3 separate regions of the Zea mays genome follow, and regions 2 and 3 are each linked to region 1. Evidence: chromatin contacts called from public Hi-C data. All regions are on one chromosome and are shown on one strand. Each heading gives the region's core, a stretch centred on a gene start, on an enhancer-like site or on the middle of the called end of the contact. The rest is flanking DNA. Distances are from core to core; before and after follow the strand shown. Region 1 holds the start of LOC100277728 (PLATZ transcription factor). Region 2 holds the start of LOC103641943 (E3 ubiquitin-protein ligase RHA1B). Region 3 has its middle 34 kb from the start of LOC103641942.

Evidence for each region. Hi-C and Micro-C count contacts between places; a contact is called where the count stands out from the background.
Region 2: a Hi-C map of leaf shows a contact between it and region 1, with 4 times the contacts expected there. The contact joins the promoter of LOC103641943 here to the promoter of LOC100277728 in region 1. A contact is called at or near these places in 9 of 25 Hi-C or Micro-C datasets (bundle sheath, ear, endosperm and 5 more) and 1 of 3 datasets of contacts at active chromatin or transcription factors (leaf).
Region 3: a contact with region 1 is called in a Hi-C map of leaf, with 5 times the contacts expected there. The contact joins the enhancer-like site here to the promoter of LOC100277728 in region 1. A contact is called at or near these places in 2 of 25 Hi-C or Micro-C datasets (ear and leaf).

Annotation. Positions count from the first base shown.
Region 1 is chr10:138,321,713-138,324,885 of Zm-B73-REFERENCE-NAM-5.0, reverse strand. LOC100277728 (PLATZ transcription factor) reads left to right here and starts at 1,557. Exons shown (of 4, transcript NM_001151221.2): 1 at 1,557-1,723; 2 at 1,869-2,069; 3 at 2,432-2,647; 4 at 2,768-3,173. The coding sequence starts at 1,667. The coding sequence ends at 3,055.
Region 2 is chr10:138,641,132-138,644,304 of Zm-B73-REFERENCE-NAM-5.0, reverse strand. LOC103641943 (E3 ubiquitin-protein ligase RHA1B) reads right to left here and starts at 1,753. Exons shown (of 1, transcript XM_008665242.4): 1 at 469-1,753. The coding sequence starts at 1,398. The coding sequence ends at 835.
Region 3 is chr10:138,598,023-138,601,195 of Zm-B73-REFERENCE-NAM-5.0, reverse strand. No RefSeq gene overlaps it. Among protein-coding and RNA genes, the nearest start is that of LOC103641942, 34 kb to the left of the region's middle. Within about 2 kb of position 1,670, at least 16 of the 20 cell types and tissues checked have an H3K27ac peak or open chromatin away from gene starts, as enhancers often do. A contact at or near this core is called in ear and leaf, where this site is marked.

The DNA.
Region 1 (3,173 bases), core at 308-2,807:
AGGAAACCTGACGACGAGCAATGTGACAGCCAACTGCTAAAAATAAATAACTGAGGAAGCAAAGCAACCCGTGACCGTGAGATGAGGCGGGGCATAGCGTTTGCTTGCCAGCGGCCAAACTCGTCCAAGTCCAAGGGCGTTGCAAAGGGTGGTTGACCAAACACTACCGGAACCCGTACGTTGGATCGGGAAAAAAAAAGAGAGGAGGTAACCTACTTTGTGTTTCTTTTTAAAAAAACAAGGATCCGATCTTTTTTTCTGACCTTGCACACACACACACAAAAAAAAAAGCATCTCCACACCAACCGAACAAGTTCCCCAAACAGTGAGCTCCATTCCATCCGAGACAACACGCACACATCTGTGATAAAGAATGTAAAAGCGAGCATCTGATCCCCTCGCGCCCCATCCATCGGTTGTGATGCCCTCTCCCCTCGCGGGGTTGTTCGGTTTAGGTGAATTGAAAGGGATTAAATTCTTCATATTCAAATTTGTATAGCAGAAAATTTAATCTCCTCCAATTTACATCTATCCGTCCCTAATCAAATAAGTCATGTCTGGTCTCCTGGCCAGGCGAGTCTCCCTGGTGGGGCCGTGGTGATCTGCTTTGTTGGTGGCGTGACTGGAAATGCCGTGGCTAGTGGTAACTTTTTTTCCCAGCGGGGGAAAATCGTGGCTGGGTGCTTCGGCGGCACATCTGCACTAGCCGGCCCTGATGAACGGGGGGCGCCTCCCAGAGCAGGATTGGTGGAGCAAGTGACGAAGAAACCGCACAAAGCACCAGGTATTCAGACCAATTAACAAACACCACCGGCACCAACAAAGTCAGAGAAGGAGAACGTGTGTGCCGGCCTGCCGGGCCGGGCCGGGCCGGGTCCTCGCAGCCGGGTTTCAGGAACCACATGGAACCAGACTCGACGACGTCACTGCTGATGGCCGCGCGCCCTGGATTGACTGCTTGCTGCAGGAGCTCGGACGGAGGAAACTCCAGTCGACAGCAAGACTACTGGGGCGCGCACTCACTTCCACGGCCACTGGGTCTCGGACTCACCGTGAAGCCACAGCAATCTGATGGACATGGACTAGGTTAAACATCTCCTAAGCCTGAAACGTGACAGCTGACATGGGTGAGAGTGAAAACAAAATTAGTTTAGGCATAGGGGACACGACGCAGAACGGGGTGGCTCGAGGCCAAGCGGGCGGCGGACCCGAGCGGATAAGGACGAGCTCGGCCCTCAACTGTCGCTGTGGCGCATGACACAAACACAAAGCATCGTTTCCTGTTGGTAATTTACCACCACTAGCGCTAGCCTACCACTGGTATGTTTTTTGTTTTTGTTTTTTTTTGCATTGGATCGTAGAATTATAAACTTTATAATATGCCATAAAAGCTGAAGGTTGCAGTATTAGTTTAAATTATTCTATTTGTTAATTTAAAACGTTGTCGCAGGCTCGCAGCTGCTGTTGCTGTCTGCTTTCCCCTCCCCCGGTCTACAAAGACCTCGGCTTTCCTTTCCTACATGCTCTTCTTCCTTCCAAAGCCTTCGCATTTTCCTCTCGTCTTCCCCTTCCCCTTACTCCAAATTACCCCCTGCTATCTACATATCCTGTCCACACTCTCCCTCCCTGCGCTGGGCCTTGCAGTTTTTGGTTGTGTATCGGGGAAATGGCAATCGACGACGAATCGCCGATCAGAGTCAACAGCAGAGGCGGCGGCGCCATGGTAAGTAACCTAACTAACCTGGATAGCACGCCCTCTTTTGTACTCTCTTCTTGCCTTGTTTTTTCCCCCCTTCGGTGCCCTGTTTCTTTGCTCTCTGTTGGGCTGGCGCTAACATGGCGGCGCGGCGCCGGATCGAATGCGGCAGGGAGGAGGGGAGTGCGACGGGGCGGAGAACCAGCGGTGGCCGCCGTGGCTCAAGCCGCTGCTGGGGACGAGCTTCTTCGGCCAATGCAAGCTGCACGCGGACGCGCACAAGAGCGAGTGCAACATGTACTGCCTCGCCTGCATGAACGGCGCGCTCTGCTCCCAGTGCCTCGCCTACCACCGCGACCACCACGCCATCCAGGTGAGCTCACTACGCTGCACACCCCGGCCGGGGGGGAATAGGTGCCATTCATTGGCGTCGGAACGGAGCGGGCGGCGCCGCGGGCCCTTTCTTTGAATGAAACGGCAGCAGCTCTGGCGCCCCCTGCGTCCATCCAAAGACTCTTCTTGTTACCGGCCTCTGCTCCGCCGCGGAGACTTCCTGTTTAGTTGCATCCGAAGCTGCAACGGACAGTAGTGTCTCTCTACACGCGATAGTATTGGAGGGAGAGAAAAAAAGAGTCCAAAGATCAGGATAGCTGACTTTCTTGGACTGGCAGCAAATGTGCCCTGTTCCATCTGCATGCGTCTTCTCTCTGACGGCGATGCGTGGTCTGGTGCCAGATACGGAGGTCGTCCTACCACGACGTGATCCGGGTGTCGGAGATCCAGAAGGTGCTGGACATCTCCGGCGTGCAGACGTACATCATCAACAGCGCGCGCGTGGTGTTCCTGAACGAGCGCCCGCAGCAGAGGCCAGGCAAGGGCGTCACCAACACCTGCGAGGTCTGCCAGCGCAGCCTCCTCGACACCTTCCGCTTCTGCTCCCTCGGGTGCAAGGTACGCCCACGCCGCCGCCGCTAACCCAGTCCACATTCCCGGTTCGCACGTGTGGTTCGAAATAACAGCAACATAATAATGACCCCCTATCCCTGGATGCGCCGCGCCGGCGCCGCGCAGATCGTGGGGACCTCCGGTGACTTGCGCATCCGGAAGAAGCAGGCCGTTGTCAAGAAGCATCAGAAGAAGAAGAAGCAGCAGGCGCAGCAGCACAGGGGCGCCGCGTTGGACTCGGAGGACGACTCTTCGTCCACCAGCACCAGCCGCGGCAGCGACAGGAGCAGCGTGGTGCAGAGCTTCACCCCGTCGACCCCGCCGGCGACGGCCAACAGCTTCCGAACCGGGAAGCGGCGCAAGGGCGTGCCGCACCGGTCGCCGTTCGGCAGCCTCATGGTGGAGGAGTTCTAGTCAAAGGCGTGGTCCGAACCCGATGCCGGCCCACGCGGTTGCCCCCTCGCCAAAAGCAGCGGTACACCCCACTGTAGCATACGCACTTCTATACCATCTACTATAGGTGTTGCCGGAT
Region 2 (3,173 bases), core at 504-3,003, 320 kb before region 1:
ATATTTAATTCTCTCATAGTATGTAAATACTAAATCCACGGCCAAACATATATAAAATGCATACATAAATATAAAATGCATACATAAATATTTTGTTGTCTCAATATATATAAATAATATGTTATTATATATGATTAATTCTGTTAAATATATGTATTTATATACCGTTCTACTGTTGGTTCGGGCCAGTGCCTGGCTCGGTCCGTTGAGGCCCACCGGGCCAACGGGCCGGCCCGGCACGATTTTTCCCTGTGCGTGCCGGGTTTGGGCATGTCCCTAGGCACGTGGGCCAGCCCGACCCGGCCCGAAGCATCAACGGCTGGCCCGGCCCTATTCGTACCGGGCCGAAACGGGTTCGGACCGGGTCCAGGCCGGGTGGCCCGTTTGGACATCTATATCCGGATCCGCCGAACCAGAGCTGGCAGCTGGGTGACCTGACCTGGGCAGCCAGAACCAGAAAGCATGGCAGGACAAAAAGCGGGCCCAAATCTTGCTTGGACAATGGACACGCCTAGCTCGTCAACAAAATTTTAATCCACGGAAAGATTCACGACTCCACACACTCGGACGACGGAATCTTCCTACGCACAGGAGGAATCTAATCTCCTAGCCCTTTCTTTGTGGGGGGTGGTCGGTCGCTTTACTCATTTTGCCTATGTATATGCAATTCGAGGAGCCTCCGGTCCGGTTCCTCTGCATCGGCTGCTGTCTTTCTGCTCCCCTCCCACGGACGGAACGGAAGCGAGCCGAGCGTCGATGGCCGACGGATTCAGGCGTTCCCGGCAGCGCATTGCGCACGGGGGAGGTGGATTTCCGGCAGTCGGGGCGGTGAGCTCAGTATCCGCCCAGGCCCGCGAGCAGCAGCAGCTCGTGCGGCCGCAGCAGCGTCGGGGAGGGCACGACGGGCGTCAGCGGCGCGCCGGGGTAGGAGAAGTCCAGGTCGGAGGCGTCGGCGGGCCAGAGCGCCGCGCCGGGGATGAGCGGCGCGCGGCAGAGCGGGCAGGTGCGCTGGTCGTGCTCCATCCAGCGGTCGAGGCAGGCGCGGTGGAAGGCGTGGCGGCAGTTGCCGAGCCGCCGCACCTCGTCGCCGCCGCCGATGCCGCCGAGGCACACCGCGCAGTCCCCGCCAACGACGACGCGCGCCTCCAGCTCGTCGAACCGCGCCACGGGGAGGGCCTCCTCGATGACCATCGCCGGCATGGCCGCCCGGAACTCCGCCCGCCGGTGCTGCGGCTGCGGCTGCGGCGCTTGGTGGTCGTCCCCGAGATCCAGCAGGTCGCCGAGGCCCACGGCGTCGAACGCCCAGAGGAGGAAGCGGCGGACGTACCCCAGCAGCAGCAGCAGGTGGAGCAGCTGCTTCGGGAGCACCAGCTCCGAGTAGCCCGCCGGGAAACCCATGCGTGGCCGTGCCTCTTGGCTTGCGGTGGTGGTGTGGTGTAAGGGGAAGGTGGGGTGGGGTGGGGTGGTGAAGCGACGTGCCTGGCCCGGTGCTTCCTGCAGATATGGCGCTTGGCGATGCGTGGTGGACGGCAGACGGGGAGAGCCGAAGCGGGCGCCGCGCCGTGGCTATATAAAGCGCGAGACGGAGGGAGAGGGGTGACGCGGAAAGGTTGGGGAACCCGCGGCGAATAGCAATAGTATAGCCTATAGCGCTAGCGGCCTAGCGCCGTGGGGTCGATCGCGTGTTGTACTCTGCTCTCTCTCTCTGGTGGAGGTGGTGGCCTGGTGGGCATGCTCTGCTCTCACCGCGCGCGCGTAGGGCTGGGCATTCGGTTTTTTTTTTGAAATTTCGGTTCGGTTTTTCGGTTTTAAAAAACTTCGGTTTTCTAGACATTAGAAACCAATCGGTTTTCTAGAAAATAAAAACCAAAAACTTCGGTTTCGGTTTTTTACTTCGGTTTTTCGGTAAAAACCGAATACCAAACTTATACTCAAGACAACACATACAACAAATTTATATGATAGATTACACATAATTTTAAAAAGTAAAAATTATATAGGTACAAATATTTAGAGATATATCATACATCACATATAAATAAGTGCATAACAATTTAATTACTTCACACATTTAGTTCACATAAACGAAAAGTCAAATTTTAGAATTGATAAAGTTTGGTATTCGGTTTTTTTGGTATTTCGGTTCGGTATACGGTGGAAACCGATTACGATACCGAAAACCGAACTTCTGAGATGTAAAAACCGAAACCGAACCGAACTACCGAAAAAACCGAAATTTCGGTTCGGTTCGGGACGGTTCGGTTCGGTTTTCGGTTTATGGTAAAAAAGTGCCCACCCCTACGCGCGCGTTATGCCCCGTGCCCTTCGTGTGAGCCCAGCGCCCCAGCCCGCGTGGCGACAGACCCACCCATCCCGGATTCGATCGCTCCCTCCTCGCGTTGGGGTGGTCCGCTCGCTTCCGCCGTACCCACACACTACTGCCCTGCCGCTCCGTGTCGGTGCAATGCATGGTTCGCTAGAGGCAGACGAATGTATATATATGTTCACGAGAAATACGCGAGCAGTAACTGACTAAGCCCTTGTTCGCTTGTTCGGTTATTCCTATTATACGTAGATTGAATAGATTGGAAAAAATTTAAAAAACTTTAACTTGCTTAAAATTAAACTCATCCAATCATACTCAATCCAAATAAATTGAGACCTAACCGAACAAGCTCTAACAGTTCATTACTGCTAGAGCAGCCGGAAGGGGTCAAGACTTCTTAGCGACGCCATGCCCATTTGCGTGGAGCTACAAATACTCGCAATTTTGGCCTCCTCCGACCTCCGTGAACGGTGGAGAGCTCAGCAGGGGGCCTAGGAACGTTCTCGTACAAAAACAGGTACGTGATACTATGCTTACCACGTTACAAATAAAAGGCCACAAACGGAGGACTACAAATATTCGCAATTTACACGTCCGCGTTCGGGGTCTGCTGGGCGCTGCTACATTAGCAGCTCAACCACGCGTCCGGGTGATGGTACACGGGACTTGCCGAAGAAAGCCTAACCTTACTAAGTACATACAGACAAGGTAAAGTCTGACGTCCGTACATGAATTTCTTTTAAATCATTTATTTATGTCGAACTCAACCTAGGGCGTGTTTGATATGACTCCAGAGTAAAACTTTAATGAGGAGCTGGTTAAAGCATGTCAAACATCGTAACTTTAG
Region 3 (3,173 bases), core at 421-2,920, 280 kb before region 1:
GCGGTGCAGATGGTGAAAGATCTTGTGGGTAGTGGTCTGGCCTGCTAGTAGTGTATGCGGGCCTGGCCATTTTTTTTCAGTGGTGCTAGCTAGGTTTTGCTTGTCTAGTGGTTTTGGTGTTGGCGCCATTTTTGGTGCTAGTTTTTGTACAGTGTTTTCTCCTTTTATCTAATATATTGGTAGGCAATTCTTTTGCCTTTCCCTTTCAAAAAAAAATATAGTGAGTTAAAAGGTGTCCTATATGAATTGTTAATACCCTATTAACAACTTTTATGTCTGCTAAGAAAACTAATTGTACTAGTCCTTCACCTAACAATGAATAGATTTATTAGCGGGTACTGTTGACATATAGTAGTACATCCATAGCTAGTTTTTAATGATAATAGACCCTAATTTGCTCACAAAAGGCGGGATACCTGCTAAATTTATATTTTCTTTGCCCATGTCTCGCCTAATTAATGCTATTCTGCTGTCCACAGATATATGTTTTTTTTTAAAAAAAATTGACCACTCACCTTATTAAAAAAAATCATGAGTTATCATTTTTTTTGTTGTTAAGATCGTTTGAGAGTGACTTAAATTTTTACACTTTCGAATTAATATTTTAAGTATGACTAATGGCTAAAGTTTTTGAAAAAAAAAGTCAATGGTCCCTCCATCCAGAATATAATTCGTTTTAGAATAAATCTACATTAATTAATTAATTAATTAATTAATATATGAATCTAGTTATATATATGGCTACATTTATTATTATTTATTTGAATATGAATAGAAAAAGTAGGTAAAATAAAACTATATTTTAGGGGGTGTTTGGTTTGCTCCTGCTAAAATTTAGTCTCTATCACATCGAATGTTTGAACCTCCTTTCGGGGTATTAAATGTAGTCGGATTATAAAACTAATTTCTCAGCCGAAGATTAAAAAGTGAGACGAATCTAGTACAGTTGGTTGGGTCTATATTTCATACTCCTATTTGAAAGTCAAACGCTTGATGTGACCCGGGCTAAACTTTAGTCCACAGAACCAAACACCCCCTTAGAATGGAGAGAGTATTTGATATATTTGTGAACGTAGCCATGCATGTGTGGGTGCGAGTGTGTCATGTGTGCGGCGCGGAACCTTCCTCTCGTTCAGTCCGGAAAACTCCGGTTACTCCCCGCACATGTTGAGACAGTTTTTACGGCTGGTACTTGCTTGCTATTACTAGTTCGTAAATAAATTACGATGCATGGATATGAATGCATCCTCGTCACGAGAGAGCTGGCGGTTCTGGGATTGGCGCGAACTCTGCCGAGACACGCTAGCTAGCCAATGAGCCATGGGCCATCAGCGTGCCTGCCGAACATCAACAGTGGGGTTGCCGTGCGGACAACGAGTTTGCAAGTTGTTTACGAGTAATACACACACGATACAATGCATGTGGAGCTGGCATGGCGCGCCGCACTTCTCCGCTCGTCACAGCTGTGCATTTTGGTTAACTCCACATAGCTGGTGATAAAGATGAAGAGAAGAAGGTTCTGGTTCCATGGCTTTCCGACGTGGCAACGTTTCACTTTCACATGCCTGCCGGTGTACAGGGGATGCACCATGCATGCATAGGACACCCTTCATAAAATCTTTAAGCAGAAGTTTGTTCAGAGACTTGGACTTCTGTATTCCATGCCTGATTGGGCCTTCGGTGTCTAAAAGCAGCCCACTAAAGGTCGTTTTGGGCCAAACGATTCCTATGTGGACCATAATACCATGTCTTATAAAACCATATTTTACCTTCCTCAAGTATTATCAAAATCTTATTTTTCTTCCTCAACTATAAAACCTGATATAGTTACTTCGTCTTTTAAAATCGGACATCGGACATGACTCCTCTAGTTGTTTCACTAAGTGATCTCTCTCTCTTTTTTTTCTTTTATGTTTATTTTGTTTGAATCTTTCAAAAAAACATAGTAAATCATAGAAAAAAATTAGAATAGAAGATCCATTTTAACTCATTTAAATAATTGCATACTTTTAAACCTAAATTAATTCTCAAATCAATCACTACATGGGCAATGGATAAACCATATATCTATACCATTATATAATTCACCCTATATAATTCACCTGTTTAAATTTTGCAAAACCCACTCAACCAAATCACCCACACACCCATAACCTTCACTAAATCCACCAAATAAATTACACTCAGACTAAACACGTCATTAAAACCAACGATTCAGATCGCTGGATAACCCGCCTCTCCATTACTCACTCAAATCTAATAGACAATATTATTTGGATCATCCCTCCCCTTCCCCCGCGATCCCACCGTCCCCGACCTCCCCACCCCTCCCCTCACTCACGCCGCCGCCATCGTCGACCATTTCTCTTCCCTCCCCTCCCTCAGATCTTAGCGTTAGCATGAGCTATATGCTAGTAGCGAATAAAAATGTGTCCACATAGCCGATTAAATATATCTTGAACGCATCTAACAAAAACACGAGCGAGGAACTCATCATTGCTCACAGCGAGGATCACTCCAACCTACTTAAAGATGAGTTCACAGTGTCATTGAAGTTTGTAGATATCGTAGTGCAGATCAGCTCGACTAGCATTCACATAATCGCTGCACAAAAACCTCATTCGTCCCAACCAGTATAAGTTGTTCAACAAATCAAAGTTTTAGAGACACTGCTCTTCTCGTCGTCGTCATCATGTTGCCGTCAGAGATGGAGGAGACTGAGGTTGGACAACACCGAGAACTCTCTCGTCTAAAACCCTAAATCATAGTAGATTGTTTTTTCTTGTACGTTTAGGGAGAATGACATCTCTATTATATTAGAGAATTAGGCTCATGATAACCAGATGCCAAGATGTAGGAAACTGACTTGGTCACAATCTCTAGGATCTGGTAGATTCCCACATCGCAAATCACAAGTCACATGAATAATCATGTAAAAAGAACGTGAAATGTGCATGCGTACGCGCGTGCATGTGTCTTCAACTTTCTCTCTCTTATGCTTTCTTTCAAAGAATGGTAAGAGACAAACTATTGAAATTGATTTCACCTTCTTCCACATCCCATGTGGAACCAACATTCACCATTTTCATTCTCACCATGCATGAGTGGATCTTTAAAATTTATTCTAGATTTTATTATAATGTAAATGGGCCAAATTTAATAAACTCCAACGA